Regions from separate parts of the Dromaius novaehollandiae genome. Here region 2 is linked to region 1. The links are chromatin contacts, called in public Hi-C maps. All regions are on one chromosome and are shown on one strand. The core of a region is the stretch at or near the end of the contact, and the rest is flanking DNA. Distances in the headings are between cores, read along the strand shown. Region 1 overlaps CACNA2D4 (calcium voltage-gated channel auxiliary subunit alpha2delta 4). Region 2 has its middle 8.0 kb from the start of CACNA2D4.

Region 1 (2,700 bases), core at 12-2,511:
TCAGAGACAGTGACACAGAGACATCAGAGACACAGGGCTGGATGGGCCTCTGCTCCCACCCAGATGGCCAGTCCTAAATTCTTACATGGTCACCTCCATAAAGACCTCTACCTCATGAGCCTCTAACCTTCATTTCTTATCTTGTCTCCTTTTCACCATCACAGCTCACAAGCATAAGAAGCACGACACCTTGCAGCCCTGTGACACGGAGTACCCTGTCTTCGTGTATGAGCCAGCCATCAAGGAGACAAATGGGCTGATCGAGTGCGGAGATTGCCAAAAGTAAGAATTACGGCTTCCCTTTCATTTTGGGTTTCCACTCCTACCCAGCTCACGTGTGGCACACGCACAGCCGCAGTCACTGAGTGTGCCAACAGAGCTCAATAGCCACACTGGACAACAAGGGGGTGAGACAACCAAATTGAAACTCCTGGATAAAAGAGAAAAAATTTAAACCATCTGTTAACAAGCAGAGCTGGCTGTAGACTAAGGGAGAGCATTAAAAAAAAAAATCATTCCATTCCACAGATTTCAAAAAGAACCATTTTTGTTGTTTTTTTCATGTTTTTGGCAAAAGTTTTCTCTTTAGAGAATTTTCTTTTTTGCATTGCTTTCACCTTTCCTTTTCCTTTTGTATTTTTCCTCTTTTCTATTTTTCTACAGAAAAAAAAGGAGGGAGGGAAAAGAAAAGTGTTAAACCAAAAGAAATCAAAAAACGGATACGCTTTTTTATTTTCCATTTTCATTTTAAGAGAATGAACAGTGAAAAATAACGGAAAAGTCAGTGTGAAGAGAGATCATTTTCAGCCATTATAAAGTGCCTAGCGCCATTAGTGATCATGTGTGGGAAGGTGAAGAAAGGGTGAATTTCCATGGCCAGCTTTTCCCAACATACTCTTACACAAAAATGCACAGAGGAGTCAAAATGGATCTAACTGAAATCCCTCATTAAAAAAAAAAAAAAGAAAAAAAAGCCTAGCCAGTCTGACTTCAGTCTTGGATCGACTACAGGAAAGAATTAAAGGTTAGGAAAACAGCTTGTGCTAGTCTGCATGACTTTATGAAAAACAGGCCTTGCCAAACTGTTTTAGAAAAGATTGCAGATCTGGTTAAAAAAGGTATCGCATAGGTGAAATAAGTTCTGGGCAGACGCTAAGGAGTTAAGTGCCCAAAACAGTTTGTGCATTACACATTAAGCTGTCGCCACATGAATCACCACCACCAAACCAGCCTGAGGCCGACCTCGCCTTGCTGCCGGCCCAAACTGCTGCCTTCTCACAGCTGGAGTCTGGCGTTCTTTGCAGCGCCGTCAACCACTCTCAACAGGAAAGCTGACAGATGTTTCCACCCCAAGATTTTTGTACTTTGGTGGTTACGGTAGTCTCCTGAGTGGTGGGAACGGGGCGGGGGGGGAGGGGGGTTGAATTATCTCAGGGTGACAAGGCCAAAAACCCATGTCTGCTACTTCGTGCCCAGCTTGATTCACTGCCTTACTGTATAAAATTGGAGGGAGGCAGCACCTTCGCTGAGCTCCTTCTTCGGCAGCGACTGAGTCCTGCTTAGCTCCTTCATAGCTGAAGTGTGGAGCTGGATTGCAAGTTCTGGATACTGAGTGCGCCTCTTTTGCCCCTTCATGCAGATGCTCGGGGGGGGGGGGGGGGAGAGTTCAGCCACAGGCTCTGTGTAGCATTTGCCCCAGACCTGCTCAGGCATACAGGCTCTCTGGATCACATTAGCAACCCCAGGCTGTTCCTCATGGCGCAGGAGCCTTCATGCTTCATCCTGGGCATTGACTTCCACCGCACAGGATGAAAGGTTGGCTCAGTCCTGCATATGGGGTGCCTCCATCCTGATCACAGAGTTTGTGCATGGGTTAAAACCTGCCTGTCAAAGCTCGCAAAGTAATCAGCAGTCAGGAATACTCATGAAGTGGTCACACACTGCACTGTGACATTCAACACTTCTGTCGAGGCGCTAAAATTGAATATAAAAAAACATTAGAGACTGGCAGAAGGAGCGGCCAAGTGGTGAATAACCAGGGAAACAGGGCTGTCAGGATGGTTGGCACAGGGGGGCACATCCTCACAAATCTATTTCTACTGCCTGATCCAGAAACCCTCCTCCTTGACTGAGAGAGGGTTAGTGGGAGTGGTAGCACACAGACACGTACAAGGTGGAAACACTGCAGTCCTACCAGCGCAGGCATCCTGAGTGTGCCATCACTGGCAGTCTCTGTGCGCAGATGCACACATGCAGATGTGCAAACACACATTCACAGGCATATGCAGCCTTGTGAGCATACATATCTCACACACACAGAGACACACACACACTCTCTCATATGGAGAACACTGTACACGCAGCTGAAGCACATGCCTGCCCTTACCCTGCTGTGCCCACACAAGCCTTCCTGCCCACACAAGTCCTCCAACTCCTGCACAGCCTGATAGCGGCACTTCCCCATCCTTCCCTCACATGATGCAACCCCTCATGTGCACATGCACGGGCAAACAGCTGCACCTAGACACATCCTCCCCAGCACGTGCCATTAGTCATCACTGGACACGTTGGTATTCTGCTTGTTCTACAGGGAGGAGAAGGGACAGACAAACTTATGACCACAAATTGAGGCGTCACAATTTTTTTTTTAACAGCAGTAGGCAACCAAAGCACCCTGTGGTCAGTCTCATCTCACAAATA
Region 2 (2,700 bases), core at 6-2,505, 140 kb before region 1:
TAGTAGACGTGAAGCCAGAGATCAGCAGAGAGAAGAGTCAGCAGAGCTCTGGAAAAACTCTAAGAGACAAGTGAGAGCTTATGGCACTTTAAAGACAGGAAAAAGCTGAATCAAGGACTTGCAGATAAAGACAGCAGAGTTTGGAGGTGCCCCAGCAAAGGATTTGCAAAGTCCTGGGCACTCTTTACATCCCCAGAGGATGCTAGAGGATGAGGAGTGCTAGGCCTTGGGCCTTGTGTACTGACCCTGTATTTCCAGAGCCACAGCCCAAGCTCAGGAATTCATCTCCTAAGTGGTCTCAGTTTGCAGGGTGGAGGCACAAATGTTGTAAGGAAAATTTGTTAGAACATGAGAGCAGGTGAAATGTCCTGGTAGAGGTGGCCCTGTGCCTTGAAGATTGCAAGGGGACAACCATAATGTTGTGTAACAGCATACACTGTAAAACCCAGCTGCTGTGTTTAGTTGCAGATTTCCCTACAGCAGACCTACAGGGGCCCTTCATGGGTAGCTGATACTTAGCTGGATCTTACAGCTGGAAAGTGTGGGGAAATTAGAAAGTATGCTGGAAAGTATGACCTGCCTGTCACAACCAGTAGATGCTGCTGCCCATCTGCCCCCAGTTGGGTGCAGCAGTTATAAATGCTGACCCACATCCAGTGAGAACCAGCGTGTGGACCTGCCCCTTCAAACCAGCATTTTGCCAGCACTCCCAGGGGCCTGGTGCTGCCAGAGCAGCTTTGCTGGCTCCACCCATCATCACCTCTTAGATGGGGTCTTCGTTTCTTGCAAAGTAATGCTTTGAAAATGGGCAAAGACATTACGGTCCAATAGGTTTTTAACTGTTGAGAGTGGAAGCGCTCCATCAAAATTACTGGTGTGCAAGCCACAACATCACATGCATTTCACTGCTGCCTGCTATGACATTTTGGGCCTTACACAGACATAAAGTAGCTTAGTGGCTGTCAGAATGTGATACTGTATGTTAGAGTACAAGGAAAGACAGGTAGTGCTTTTTCTTTCCAGTGGATTTATAGACCTGGCGAGCAGACTAGATCCAGATTTAAACTGCAGCTAGAGAAGAGAACCACTCCAAACTGAAAACACTAATTAACTCCAGCATCACTTGAATGAATTAGGCTAAGGTCAGAGCTACAGCGAATAACCATTGCTAATGAGATTTCAGTGCTGGCCTGCCTGCTTAATGCACATCAGATTTCATGTGAAGGAATCCCTCAGGGCACAACTGCTTGGCTTCTGTCTAAAACTTTAGGTGCCTTTGGCTCAGAAAGATGTTAACTTCAATCTTGGTGCTGTGCTAACTAGAAGGCCGGCAGCCACGATGTGTTTCTTTAGCAAACAGCAGATGATGTTAGACAGAGATCATGACTTGGAATTAAGAATTTTCTTTTTGGTTACATTTGTATGCATACATTTATTTGTTTGTTTATTTATCATTCTGGTAAAATTAAATTCCAGTTTTTGTAAGGGAAAGCAAATGCATTTCTTAGATTTACTTCAAGCATGCTGTAGACATCTCTATCCCTGGTCCATGTAAATGGTTTGCCGGGTCGCTGCTGTCTCTCCCTTCACTGTCACACATGCTACAGATATTAACAACAGCAGGAGGGAGCAGAATAAGTGAGGTTGCTAGATATTGATTTTCTCAGACATGTACTTTGCACACTGTTACACATTCTAGCAGTGAGAGAGATTATTTGCTCTCATTACATATATGCGTAGAGCAGGCTAAATCCTTGTGAGTCACTCTTTCCCCTTGGACTGACGTCCTCATGGGCCAGCACCCATGTGGGGAGGAGACGTCTGCCGATGTGCTGAGATGTTAGCCAGAACAAGGGACTCCTGGCTCAATTGCCCAGGGCCAAAAGGGGTTACACAACCAACATGAACTTCTTGCAAGAAATGCAGTGGTTTGCTTCCTCAGCTAATTTATGCTCCTTGAAGGAAATCAAACAAGGCATTTCATGATTTCCTATACACAACGTGATTTGTATCTTCATCCTTTCAGGGCAGACTCACAGCATTAAAACCTCTGAAGTGGAGGGGAAATCTCTTTGAAAGCTCCTCTTTGAGAGAGCTGCTGTCAAATGTTGAAGGAAGGGAGCGTGCGTGTGCGCTATGAAGGTTGGCAGGTGACTGAGCTAATTATGGACTTGGAGGCAATTTAGGGTGACGGGAAGTGACTTGAACTGTAAGCAGAGGCTACAGGAGACACTGCTGGCGCTGCCTTGCTCGGATGCCTCCCTCGCCCCGAGCTGAAGACAGTCGCCAGTCAGTTCCCAGCCAGTCAGCTGAACAGTCGCAGGTCAGGGAAATACCTTTCATTCACTATGGATTAATTCAGGAGCAAACTGCAGACTAGTTTAAAATGGTGAACTGATGTGGGAAGCCTTGTGGAATCTTCCTTCAGCCTCTCTTCTTTCAAAACTGTCAGCGTATTTTTAATAACAATTGCTGGTTGCCTAAAATCACAAACATGTTTTCATTAATATTCATGAAAGAATGGACTGTTTTATCTACACCTACATCTATGTGTGGTAAATGTATCTAAAGCCCAGCTTTTATCTTTAATCACACTGAAACTGATCATCTCTGATTTTTATGTGAAAAAATAGTTCCCCTGTTTTCAAAGGAGAAAAGCATAATGTTATAATTTGTGACCTAAAATTTTGGCAAAGCTGC

The links. A called contact is a pair of places that touch in the nucleus more often than the background predicts.
Region 2: a Hi-C map of ovary shows a contact between it and region 1, with 4 times the contacts expected there. The contact joins two enhancer-like sites. A contact is called at or near these places in 3 of 4 Hi-C or Micro-C datasets (brain, liver and ovary).

The regions. Positions count from the first base shown.
Region 1 is chr1:64,992,577-64,995,276 of bDroNov1.hap1, reverse strand. It overlaps CACNA2D4 (calcium voltage-gated channel auxiliary subunit alpha2delta 4), which reads left to right. Exons shown (of 40, transcript XM_064509925.1): 37 at 165-282. Among named protein-coding and RNA genes, the nearest start is that of LRTM2, 27 kb to the left of the region's middle. Within about 2 kb of position 1,261, at least 2 of the 2 cell types and tissues checked have open chromatin away from gene starts, as enhancers often do.
Region 2 is chr1:65,129,531-65,132,230 of bDroNov1.hap1, reverse strand. No RefSeq gene overlaps it. Among named protein-coding and RNA genes, the nearest start is that of CACNA2D4, 8.0 kb to the right of the region's middle. Within about 2 kb of position 1,255, at least 1 of the 2 cell types and tissues checked has open chromatin away from gene starts, as enhancers often do.